Linked DNA regions of Mus musculus: region 2 is linked to region 1. Evidence: chromatin contacts called from public HiChIP or PLAC-seq data. All regions are on one chromosome and are shown on one strand. Each heading gives the region's core, a stretch centred on a gene start, on an enhancer-like site or on the middle of the called end of the contact. The rest is flanking DNA. Distances are from core to core; before and after follow the strand shown.

Region 1 (6,518 bases), core at 3,359-5,858:
CTTTGTTTGGCTCCTAAGTTGTGAGTGTAGCTCACTGTGGTGTGGAAGACGTGACAGCAGGTATGTAAAGCAGTTGGTTACATTGGGGACTCAGTCAGGAAACCCTGAGACCCATTAACCCTCTTCTTTGTGTCCAGTCCACAAGCCCAGCCCACATACTGGGCCACCTACCCACAGCAGGGTGGACCTTCATACCTCAGCTAACCCAATCTCGGAACTCCCACAGAGTTCCCGCTCAGAGGTTGGTCTCCAAGGTGATTCTTGAATCTGCCGCATTGATGGTCATTATTAACCACCACAAGGTGTAGTGACCCACACACAAGCAGATATTTACATTTACCAGAAAAGATTATTAGAAAGCAGGTGTGCAAAGGATATTAGGGAAGGAGAGTAAGAGAGGGAGGGAGGGTGAGAGGAAGGGAGGAAGGGAAGGAAGGAGGGAGGGAGGGAGGAAGGGAGGGAAAGGGCTCAGAGGCAGATTAAATGCTGCAGTTTCCTCTAGGTGCCAGTCATTTGGCTGGTCATACTAACAGATGCTGCTGTGCTTGCATCAGCAGAAGAAAGGGCCATGACTCTCAACAAAGCTAGTCAATTTTAAACCTTACCTACTTAATGACTTAGGTTCAAGAGTTTTAGAGTTAACTGTCCTGGCACCCAGAATTCCCTTAGCCACTCTTTGAAGAGACCCCCAGAGGTTAATGAGCTTGACATATCTTTGACATTTATTGGATTTTACAAGGTAGTAGATCTGACTTTGAAAACTGACCAGATATTCCAAATAAGTGGCAGCTTTAGAGAGCTGTCTTGGAATAAAGACTTGATAAGGTCACCTTGAATGCCTGAGTGCAGAAAGACTCAAGAGAAGATATCAGAATGCTAGAAATTGTAAAGTGATCAAGGTCTCTGCCAACGACCCTCAGGGTGCCCTCTATCCTGACCTGCCTTACCCACAGATTCTATGATTCACACTCTCTCTGCCTTACCCTGTCTGAATAATAACAGGCATTGGTCTCTTGTTTAAAGCAAAAACCTTCACTTATTCAACAAACATTTGTGGGAAAAGCTTGGTCAGAATGACACTAAATAATCAAATATTTCCCTGCACAGGAAGCCCAGAGATTATGATATATCATTTCTTCTCTAGGCTTAGAGGCATGAGTGGGATTCCCCAACACCCAAATGAGACCTGTGTCCCATGACAAGTCAGGCAGAGAGGACTGTAAAGTCTAAAAGAAGGAAGGATGAAGACAAGCTGATTCTGGGGGAATTAAGAAACCCTCTGAATGCAGGGTATGGTTTAACTGGGTCTCACAAAACACATAGACGCTCAACAGATGAAGGAGAAAAAGGATGTCTGGGTTGGACATATAGATGTTGTTGTTGCTGGGGGGAGGGGGAGGAGTTGTGGGGTGGGGGGAAATCAGAGCATGAAGAAAAGCTTAAGGCTCAGAAAGAGTGCAGAAGGATATTCATTGCCTGAGAGATGAAAATTCCAAGAGAGCTTTTGGGAAGGCAGTTTAGTGATATTTGTTCAAATGTAAGATGAACATGATGCGTGCCACTTTGTGACTCAAGTCTATAGACATTAAAAACAAAACCTCTAGTGTCACAGGCTACACTCACATTATATCAGTGTTGCATGCCTTTAATCCCAGCACTTGGGAGGCAGAGGCAGGCAGATCTGAGTTCGAGGCCAACCTGGTCTACAGAGTGAATTACAGGACAGCCAGGGCTACACAGAGAAACCCTGTCGGGGGGGGGGGGAAGAATAAAAGCGAGTAAGTAGCTACTTATGAAGAAGCTGACTAAATAAGATATGAGGTTCCATGGGACAAGAAGGAAGTCTGAGGTAAAGTTCCAGCACTGCTGAGAGATGGTGTGTTACACTGGGAAGTCTTACGCCTTGGTCTTTCCCACTTCCTGGCACAGGACCCCTGATAGCAGTGGGATCTTCACTTACAAATGTATTTTGGATGCGAGTGAGGTGAATGGTGGATGGTGCTTGACAGCCCTCAGGTAGCTTCAGGATCAAAGGATTGGGGCTTCCACCCCCACCCCTCAACCTCCAGGGAGGCAACTGGGTTTGGAGGCTAAGTTGATCCCACCACCCATTAATTTAATCAGCCACTCCTAAAAACACCCAGAAAGGACAGAGTTCAGAGATGTTCCAGGTGGCAAACATGGAGGATCACAGGCTAAGGCACGGGAACTTCCCACTCATCTGTACTTACTAACCTAGGTATCTTTCCAGCCATTTTTCAGCAAGTTGTCTGTTTGTTGTATCCTTTTAAAATAAGACAGGAAACATAGGTGGGCATTTCCCTCCTGCTCTATCAGCCACTGCAGAAATAAATCCACCTTGGGGAGAAAACAGTAACTTGTCACACCTATAGCCAGCCCAGTGGAAGAACAGGTAAGATAGCCTGGAGGTTGTCACTGGTATCAGAATGGGGGTCCTGGGCTGACCGCCTGTGGGGCACGAGACTCTGTCCAGGAAGACATTCTCAAACTGTGCTGGATTAGAAGCTAGGAGGACAGTTCTGACAGATCTTCAGTGGAGCCATGGGAGGGACATGTGAGGACTTGGAGCAGTGGAGCCCATGACACTAGGAAGGAAGACGATTCTCTTTTCTACCACTACAGGCCCAGGGGTCTGTCTCAACTATGGACTGGCGTTAGACTGATGGGACAAAGGCTCTTTCTGGAGGAGGGCAGAGTGGCTGTAGTGTGTGGGGGCTCTTGGTGCCATTGGTGCTGGTGAATTCTAGACAATTTGAGTGGCTACATGGTCTGTACACACCCCCACGTACCCCCCACCCCACCCACACTCACTCTAGAAAGCCCCCATGGCTCTCCTGGAATTTCAGTTAGTTGTCTGTGGGTTGTTTTGAGATCTTTCATGAAGAAGTAGAGTCCTGACTGAAAGAAGTCACAAGTGCACATCACACTCTCCAAGAAGCACAAAGTGCATTGTCGAAAGGCCAGACCACAGTGTACACGCCTTCAACTCTATATTTACAGCCACCCAGCCCAAGGATTTTACATCTCTCTCACAAGGCCAAGTTGGAGCGCAGCTAGGGGAATGACATTGTTTTCTTGTTTCATGGTGGACGTATTTGGCAACGAATGGATTGTTCTGCTGTTTACACAATTTGGTGAATAGAGTCGAAGCTATTTGCAGGAACACATTTAAAGGGGACTGGGTGGTACATGAATGATATTTCAGTCAAGCTGTGACCCTGTCATCTGCAAAGTACCCCAAACGTTGGAATTGGACTTTGAATTTGAGCCTTCCATGAGCCAAATGTGGAACTTGGAAGAACCCGGGTTGAGCCTCAGCTCCTCAGTGTGATCAGATGATGGTCACATCATGGAACCCATGTGCAGGGAAAGTGAGAACAGACGTGTGGAGGTTACTGGCCTGTGAGATACAATTACAAAGTTCATGTGCTACACGCATGCATGCATGTGCTGCATGAAGTCCCTGTGGCCCCTAGACACCTGGGATGCAGCAATGCATCAAACTTCATTCCTGTCTGTGTGGAGAAAGCAAATTGGGGTAAGTGATAGTCTCTAACATTATACTACTTGCCTTAGTCATGTTCTAATGCTATGAAGAGACACCAAGACCAAGGCAATTCTTATAAAGGAAAGCGTTTCATTGGGGCTGGGTTCCAGTTTCAGAGGTAAGCCCATTATTATGATGACTGGGAGCATAACAGTGTGCAGGCAGACATGGTGCTGGAGAAGGAGCTGAGAGCTTTACGTCTTGCTCTGTAAGCAGCAGAGAAAGAGAGAGAGAGAGAGAGAGAGAGAGAGAGAGAGAGAGAGAGAGAGCGAGAGAGAGAGAGAGAGAGAGAGAGAGAGAGAGAGAGAGAGAGAGAGAGAAGAGAGGAGAGAGAGCTCCCAGTGGAAAAGTGAGAGTTTTTGAAACCTCACAGCCAACCCCAGTGACAAATGTCTTCCATTAAGGCCACACTCTATTCCAACAGGGACACACCGCCTAACCACTCCAAACAGTATATCAGCTGGGGACGAAGCACGCAAATACATGCCTTCCTCAGGGCAGTGGACACAGAGAAATAGGCATAGGCACCACTCTTTGGACACAGCTCTCCTGACCATGCAGTGCCCAAAGCCCATGGCTATGCCTGCTCTGTAGCCTCTTCTGTCTTTCCTTGGCTGGAGATGTTCTCATGCATCTACTCGAGCACCTCTGTGACACTGGTGTCCTTTCAGCCTAGCTGAGAGGTCTATGCACCCTGGGTTGTCCCTGTTCCTGGTGACAAGTGTCCAGTACTTGAAAGAAAGATATGTTGGGATAAAAAGGTAAATCCAGAAAGTAGCAGCAGTTGAGTAAAGAAGGCACCAGGGCATCCAGCTAGCTACTTGACACTCGGGACTGTGTGGTACTTAAAAGGAGGGTGGGGTGAAGAAGTGGTAGGCAAGGAAGATGAAGTAACACGTGAACGTAGCTCCAAAATGAGACTTGGCCCTTGCTTCAAACTCTAACTCCAGGGTTCCTCCTTCTTTGTTGGCTCTCGCTTATGACAAACCTCATAATTCCCTGTAGGTTGGCTGAGTGCAGCTTGCGAGTTTCTATAGTAACTGTCACCATAGCACCAGAGGCCTGGCTCCAAATTCCAGCTCTGCTGAGACCCTGAGCTGCTGTCAGCTGCTCCATTCCTAGCATCCTCCATTCCACAAGATAGAAAGAAGACCCAGGCTGGGGATCTACACACAGGGGTATGGCTAGGGCCTGCCAAGAGGGTTGGCACAGGGATGCGTGGCTCAAGGGGGCAGTGTTAAGCATGGCATCTGCAACAACAGAATTGCCCAAAGCTGACCGCTTCTGAGGATCTCAATTTGTGTTGTTTTGCTCAGACGGGGAGGAGCATCAGATCTGAATATGCAGCAAATGTGGGGCAGAAAGGCTGCCGTGGGGCCTGGCAGAAAGAGAAAAAAAAACCCTAAAATAAATAAATAAATAAACAAAACGGGGTGTTTGTGTGTGTGTGTGTGTGTGTGTGTGTGTGTGTGTGTGTGTGTACTGAGGTCCTGTGACTCCCAAATCTGTGGCCTCTCTGGGCCTCACTTTCTCATTCTGTAAAATGGGAAGAGTGCATAATGTTACTACTATCTACTTCTGTTGCCAAATAAGTCCTGTGCCTTGTATTAGTGGGTGCTTGGTTCTTGGTAGTAGAGAGATGCCAGGCATGCACAAGTCACCAGCACTGAAAACATTAAACTTAGATAATGTGTTAATAGGTAATGCTTTAAGTGTCTGTGTGTGTGCCTGAGTACATGTATGGACCAAGTTGCTGTCATTTACTCCCTTCCTTCCATACACGCAGTACCCATAGAAGCCAGAAGAGGGCATCAGATCCCCTGGAACCTGAGTTACACATTGAACTGAACTACCACCAGGGAGCTGGGAACCAAAGCCAAGTCCTCTGCAAGAGCAACCAATGCTCTTAACCATGAGCTACCTTTCAGCCTCCAGATGATGTTGCCTCTGTGACCTCAGCTGTATGCCCTGATCCCATCTGTCTTCCACTTGCTGTTCCCCTCCTATCCTGGTCTAGCATTTCTGGGAGCCTAGGAGACAGAACATGGCTTCCTGAATCATGAACTTGACTTTCTCTCCAACTGCTGTGATTTGCTGGCTTTCTAACCCTGGGCCTGATGAGTTCTCTCTGATTCCCCAGTTACCTAATCACAAGTCTTTAGTGATTCCCTTGGTTACAAGACTTAAACACCACCAGGCTGGGGTGACATGACCCCAGTAATCCTAGTGATGGTGTGGCAAAAAGTGCCAGATTTAGCAAATAAAAATATAAGATGTCAAGGAAATTTGAACTTCAAATTAAGGCTTTTTAGAAATTATTATTCTAGGTATGCCCCTATTATTATATATGCATACTTTAATAATAATAATAATAACAACAACAGCAATAATGGTTGTCAGAAGTCCAGATTTAACAGGATAACTTCCATTTTCTCTGGCAGCCTTAGGTGGGCAGATACTAAAAACCAAGCCAGATCTCCCTGCTAGGTAGCATCGTGAGCACCCACCGCCCCTCTGCAATTTGCTTTCTGTAGCCATCAGAGGCAAAAATAGCTTGCAGCTGCTCTCCCCACACCCCAGCTCATATCATGTTGATGGGCCCCCCCTCAAGGACCTTGCCTACCAGCCTGCAATGGGCTGCTTGTTCTGCAGCCTCTCCTGGAAGTTGGTCACATCAGGGCCCTGCAGGCTGTCCTACTGTGATTCTCAGTCCCTGGACTCTGGTCTCAGCACATGCATGGCAGCTGTTCATACTGAATGAAAAAAGCAAGCAAGCAAGCAAGCAAGCAAGCAAGCAAGCAAGAAAGAGAGAAAGAAAGAAAGAGAGAAAGAAAGGAAAGAAAGATAAGAGAAAGAACGAGAGAGAAAAGAGAAAGAGAGAAAGAAAAGGAAAAGGAAAGAGAGAAAAGAAAGAATGAGAGAGAGAGAAAAGAGAGAGAAAGAAAAAACA
Region 2 (6,610 bases), core at 2,255-4,754, 180 kb before region 1:
AGAAATGACTGTTCTACAGTATAGAAATTGAGTGTGGCAAGTGATGTTGAGCTAAGACATGAAATTCCCTTTACCTTGTTTCTGCAAGACAAACTGTCTGCTCATTAGTTCAAAAACAATGTGATTCCTACCAGAAAAAGGATATACTAATACCAACAGAGACAAGTGATCTTTGCCTGGACCTATTTTTAGGAATGGTTTAATTATCTACACCCCTAGTGTTAACACTGGAAAATAAACAAGTAGGTGAAAGGCATCACCTACCAAAAAACAAAATAAACAATAACCCCCCAAAAACAAAACAGGCTTTCTGAAACCAACATCTTCACGGTATTCAAAAAGAAACGGGTATACCCAGCACTGCTAAATAAATAAATAGATAGATAGATAGATAGATAGATACATACATACATACATACATACATACACACATACATACATACATACATTTTAAGCATGACAAAGAAATCATCTGTACTATTTCTCCCTAACTAGTAGTCCTTACTGACACAAGAAAGGTCAGAATTTGCAGAGAAGTCTAAAAGGAATTGCTGAATTGATCAGTTCAGACTGCTCAGACTGCAAGGTCCACATCTAAATATAACCAGGAGGAAATCTGGAACTCGTTGCTTTCAGTGACTCCCTACCTTACAATGTCAAAAAAAGGTCATTTTCCTAGACAGAAAACATTCATTAGTTTCCATAATAAAATTCATACATTTCTGCTACATATTACTGTTTTACCATTCTTCCTCAAGTGAGGAAAATTCTCGTTAAGCAAGAAAGGTATAATTAATTAGGACATCACTAACTACTCAGTATCTGTAATTATAAATGGAAAAATTAAGGCCCAAGAAACAGTTAACTATTTTCTTCCAATTACACCCGTTTGCTAAAATAAAGGCTGGTAACTGATTCATTTCCTAAGATCTCTAATGTAAGCACAGACAAGTCTGATTCTCTCATTCCACAGACACTCCACCACACTACTTCCTTATTCATCTTAATATATTAATGGAACAACATCTTACCGGAAAAGGAAAAATGTTGTCAGCCCTGTTCAAGCTATCTTCCATCCAGGATTTTGGAGCAAAGGCTGAGCTAGGGCGAGCATACTTCTGGAGCTGAATATGATTGCTTGCGAAATTTTTCTTCAAAGGTGAGATTGAGTTCAGGGGTGTTATTCCACCGTTCAGCCCTCTGCGGTGATCCCGGCCTTGAGATGCTCCCCAGCCACCGTAGCCGCCACCTCCTGGGCTCCAGGAAGAAGAGGGGGTTGGAGAAGGACTCTGGTAGCTGCTCCATGGAGAAGGAGGTTTGTTAAGATTATTCGCCAAATGAGGCAGCTGGTTAAAAGCAGCACTTCTATGTGTGAAAGGTGGGGGGTGGGGACTGGCAGGAGACCTCCTCTGCTGCTGATGCTGGCTGTGATGGTGCTGGAAATGGGGGTGATGAGGATGGTGCTGGGAGAGAGGCCCGATCTGAGGGGAGAAGCTACCACCAAAGCCAGGGCTGACATGATGGGGAAAATTTTGAAACAAGAGAGCACCATTATTAGCTGAAGCGCCAGGGACCCCTCCCTGGTGAAAGAAACTTGCATCTTCATTGATTATAGTGGAGGAAGAAGGTGCTATCGCTGCTGACCAGTTACTGAAACCAGTAAGGGACGATGCACTGGATGTCAAGGGTTGGGTGGAAGTCCCGAGACCGGTGGCTTCTTGGTAATCAAACCCTGTCAACACTGGTGATTCAATGCGTAGTTTTTCTTTTCCGTTGCTGTTTTCTGAAGAACTGTCCCCTGGATTTTCTTCAGCTTTTGCCTTTTCAGTTTCAGGCAGTATTCCAGCTTCCTGACCTGGACTCGGGGAGAGCTGTTGCTTTTCTAAAGGGTCTTGTTGTTCTTGCTGTTGACTTTTTGCTTTTTCTGACCCCAAGATCTCATCCTGAATGTTATGAGTAGCCGGGGCAGGAAAGAGCCAGGCTGACCCAGCACTGCTGCCATTGGCAGCTGTGTTATTATTTATAAAAGCAGCAGGGTTGGGGGTGGCATTTTGGTGATGGTGTGGAGGCTGCAGATGTGGATGGAATCGGACTGGAAAAGCAGATTTATTCCCAGTATTGCTTTGCACTAGCACTCCAAACCCGTAATCCCCCATTTATTATTTTTAGGATCAGAATCTCACAATAAAAAAAAGACAACCTAATGTCTCACGTCTTTCCTCCCCTGTATCTCAAATATGTTTGCTTGAAGTATCTTATTTATAGCTAACTCAAAGATCACAGCTTATCACCCTACGTATCTCTGATTTGGAATTCTGGTCTCTCTGAATGGAAAAGAACCTAAAAAAAAAAACCTCTTAAAATATTGATATGAATCCAATTGGGCTTATTTCAAGGAAGGAATAAAAAAGGAAAAAGGTAAAAATCAAGTCTTTGGTTAGTAAAATAGGCGCTTTCTTTTTCCAAAGGAAAATGTTCATGAATGACAAAAACACAGCTTCTCAAGCATCTATGGATATAGAAGAATAAGCATTGTGCGGAGTAAAAATATATATATATAAAATTTAACAATCACATATGGTCTTCCTCAGCAGTTTAGATTCACATAAAAATTAGAATAGGATTAAGGGGTGAATACGTTCTTTTCTTGGCAGCTTGGTTAAAAAAATCAGGAATAATTTAAGAACATTATATATTATATATTTATATATAGATAGATTATATTAGGTTATCTGGGGCGGGAGGTGAATTTCTGGTTGCCAAAGAGGAAATCAGCCTTGACTAAAGGAAAGATGATTGCAGGGAGATTTCTGCTGTTCCTGGTCCTGTTTCTGTTCTTTTGTAGGGTGCAGTGTGGGCCTCTGGGGCTGTTCCTTGGGCTCCGGGTGCAGATCTTGCTGCGTTTGCTGTTCTTGGGCTCCCCTCGGCCTCCTTTCCCCCATGAAAGGGGTTGGAAACACCCGTTTCTCCCTCTGGGGGGTGTCGCGATCAGGAGGGATTAGCGAGACTGGACAAGGGCAAGCTGGCGGCCCGGGGGTGCGGGGAGCAAGGGGGCGACCTGGAAGGTCCTGCGGTTTCTGCCTCTTCCCCTCTCTGCGGCTCCGGGATTTTTTTCCCTCATGGGACCCAGGGGCGGTTTGTTCAGTTCTCTCAGTTCGATTCTCCGCCGGGGGGAGGGGGAAGGGGGATGGACAAAAAGGAAAACCCCGCTACCGTAGTTACTCTACAGGAGAAAAGCCTCCCCCCTCGGCTCGCGCTCTCTTTTCCCCTAGACTGATTGGAAACTATAATTTAGAAGGCTTTTGTTTCTCCTCACGGTTGCTGGGCCGCCGCCGCCGCCGCTTTTCCCCGGTCCCGCAGTCCCAGCTGTCGTCGTTGCGGACTCCGTCTGGCTCTTCTTTTTCTTCCTTCTTCCTCCTCGTCTTCCTCTGCTGTCGCCGCTGCCGCCGCCGCCGCCGCCGCCACTGCCTCCGGTGCCCAGGTCCCGCAGCCGCGGCTGAGTCCTTCTCCTCAGGACCGAGCCGAGTGAAATGACAACCAGCTGGAAAGACCGAGAGACACTTCCGGTTCGATGAGGGAGGGGCGGGGTGCTGCGGAGGCCACGCCTAGCAGCCGGAAGACCAATCCGACACCACAATCCCGACTAGGCCACGCCTCCCAGCCTCAGAGCTCCACCCAGGAAGGTCTCTGGTCATCTCAGAGCCGCCTCTTCCGCCTGCGCCTCGCCCAGCGGGGCCGGCGTCGGCCTCGGGTCTGCGCACCCAGTGCAAGCGGTGCACCGCCATCTTTTTTATGGGCAAAGATTCCTTTGCGATTTATGTTCCCAAAGCAGGCTTCTTAGGAAGTCCGTAGAGAGACGCTCGGAAGAGAATGGACATCTTGCACACTGAAACACTGAGCTAAAGTGTTGGGGGTCGAAGTGGCAACCCATGAAACCTAGAATAAACGAGAGGCCTGCCCTGAGTAAAGGTGGGTGCCCCGGGCATCACGTGCTCTGGCCCGAGCTCCGCCCCCGAGGGATGGAAGGAGAGGCGGGTTTTCCCGGCATCTGTGCTGTGCCTAGAACTGCATAGTCCTTATCCTGAACGCACGTCTCCGGAGGGATTCCCTTCAGTCTCCATTCCTCCACCCGAACCACCTACTCTCCCATCCTCCCTTTGAGATGCAGATGCTGTAGGCGTCCATGGCTGAGCCACCAACTATTAGCTTTCTACTCCACCTTCCAAGCAGAACGGAGGGATTTTTCTAAAAACGAAATTCCAGTCACGGTCCTGTTGTGCTCATACCTTTTTAAAAATGGCAGTCCGTTACCTGGAGAATAAAGACCAAACTCCGTATTGTCCTGTGGGCAGTATTCTCTGTGCCTTTTTCCACGCCTTTGTCGTCTCCTCTTGGCAAACTCTCATTTCGTTTTAGGAGTAAGTCTCCAACCTACCTACTCTGCCTTCGGAATCTCTTTTTACAGGCATACATGACCCTCGATACCGCTCATGCTTTTATATGGCATTATATTACATTGGTGGCTTATGTCTCTAAATCAGTGCTTAAAACAGTAGTTCTCAACAACTGGGTTGTGATGCCTTCAGGGAGGTGTCCAATGACCCTTTCACAGGGATTGCCTAAGACCCTCAGAAAACACAGATGTTCACATTACAATTCATAACAGTAGCAAAATTACAGTTATGAAGTAGCAACAAAAGTAATTTTATGGTGGGGAGGGGTCACCACAGCACGAGTAACTGTATGAAAGGGTCGCAGCATTAGGAAGGTTGAGAGCCACTGCTCGAAAGATTTGACATTGAAGATTGGAAGCACCAGAGAGGAATCTTGAATGGAGACATACATAGAGAAAAGCAGCAAGAATGAAATCTTTTCTGAAAGGTCTGATATTCAAATCTGAATTCATCATTTAGTTTCTTATGCCATTTGGTTTGGAGCTCACATGTTGGTTATTTGCTGTCTACTCAAGGCCTCCCTGTCTTTGCCTTTGTATAGGCCTACTATCGTTTACTCTGCTGGGGCCTGAAGTAATATATTGTCCTCAGCATAAGTTTTAGATATGTGTTGAATAAATGTTTCCTTTGGGAAATGGAAACTGAAGAAAAAACTAAGATAGAGCCCAAAGTAATTCCAACAAAATCATATATCTATATCTATATCTATCTACCCAGTATGGTGACACACACCTTTAATCCCTGAGTTCTAAGCCATCAGGTCTACACATCAAGCAAGTTCCAGGCTAGCCAGGGCTATCATCTTGTCTCAAAGACTCATCATCACCGTCATCTAACCCTTCCTTCTATATCAAGTGTCTCAATTCTCCAACACTTCCTGTATGGCTTGCCTATGTGGATCTTATTCGGGGATGTTATTCTCCTTCGTGTATATGTATCATACTGACCTCTGCAGTTCTGTGAGTTCTTTGAGCATAGGTAAGGTTGGATCTTACTCTGTTGTTTTCCTTTTCTGCCGCTCCCCTTGACACACACACACATACCTTGAGACTGAGCTGGCTCAGCCAGGTACTATTTCTTTCAGAATGATTTCCCTAACTTCCCCTTACTAGAGAGTCTTGTAAGATTCCTCTTTTTAAATTACTACTGGGTGTCAGTAAGTTAGTTTCTTAAGGGTGATTTGTGTGTGTGTGTGTGTGTGTGTGTGTGTGTGTGTGTGTGTGTGTGTGTGTGTGATTTGTCTTTATGTCACCAGTGACCAATAGAGGATCTGGCTCAGAACAGACTTAGTACATGTTTACTTAATGACTAGCTGGATGTTCTGTGTCCAGTAGATGGTTGTGGGTCACTTGGAGCTATCAGTTCTTCTCAGTATCTTAAAATGGCAACTGTGTCTTAGAGGAAACTGACCTGAAAACCAAACAGCCCTCAATTTGAACTCAGATCTGCTGCTTCCTCCTTATGTAGCCTTCAGCATCACCACTCCAAGTCCTTTCTTCCCCATAGAGCCATGTGGACAGTATCCCCAGACCTTCCTAGGATAGTGAGTTACATGAGGTCTGTGTAAGCGCAGTGCCCACATGCAGGGATCAAGATACGTGTTCCTTATTAAGACATTGAGTCCAGAGAGTTGCTTCAGCGGCATCTTCTACCTAGAAGAAGTTGCATGGACCAGTGTTCAGGAACCTCTCTTGGTTTGCAGAAGACATTCCAGGATCAGTCAGTGCTTCCGTACCAGGTCACTCTACTTGTTTAAGGTTTGGTCTGGGCTGAGACTAGGATGATCACTGGGACATCTGAGTCATCAAGGGTCAGGCTGGTGGTTAGACACTGAGAGGAAGAGAGAAGGAAGGGAGAAACGGTTCCTTTAAGTCTGCAATCTACTCAGAAACTCAGGATATTCAACCCAAGACTATCCTTCTTGAAAACATTGTGGCCTCAGCAACTGTCCCCTGGTAACCATGACAACAATTCAGCGACTCTATTTGGGATCTTTAAAGGGATCTATTGTTGCAGATAAGAGCTGGATGGAGCACTCAGCCTGCAGTAGGAGTCCTATCCATGAAGTATGCTCAACAGGAAGCTGGCAGGTTGCAGGGAAAGCATTCTTTGCCCAACCATTAAGGTGCTACCTGGTTCAAAAATAAATTTTGAAA

What was found. HiChIP or PLAC-seq counts read pairs in DNA pulled down with a chosen protein or histone mark.
Region 2: a contact with region 1 is called in an H3K4me3 HiChIP or PLAC-seq map of forebrain, with 7 times the contacts expected there. The contact joins the promoter of Cpeb4 here to the enhancer-like site in region 1. A contact is called at or near these places in 11 of 39 promoter capture datasets (the 3T3-L1 cell line, 3T3-L1-derived adipocytes, the HPC-7 cell line and 7 more), 26 of 484 Hi-C or Micro-C datasets (the AML12 cell line, the AtT-20 cell line, the BV-2 cell line and 18 more), 17 of 115 datasets of contacts at active chromatin or transcription factors (the 230-238 cell line, PVALB interneurons, VIP interneurons and 12 more) and 3 of 9 other capture datasets (adipose tissue, liver and pancreatic islet).

The regions. Positions count from the first base shown.
Region 1 is chr11:31,693,166-31,699,683 of GRCm38.p6, reverse strand. No RefSeq gene overlaps it. Among named protein-coding and RNA genes, the nearest start is that of Gm39673, 19 kb to the left of the region's middle. Within about 2 kb of position 4,608, at least 55 of the 459 cell types and tissues checked have an H3K27ac peak or open chromatin away from gene starts, as enhancers often do. A contact at or near this core is called in VIP interneurons, brain, cerebellar granule neurons and 10 more, where this site is marked.
Region 2 is chr11:31,867,834-31,874,443 of GRCm38.p6, reverse strand. It overlaps Cpeb4 (cytoplasmic polyadenylation element binding protein 4), which reads right to left and starts at 3,504. Exons shown (of 10, transcript NM_026252.4): 1 at 1,032-3,504. The coding sequence starts at 2,156.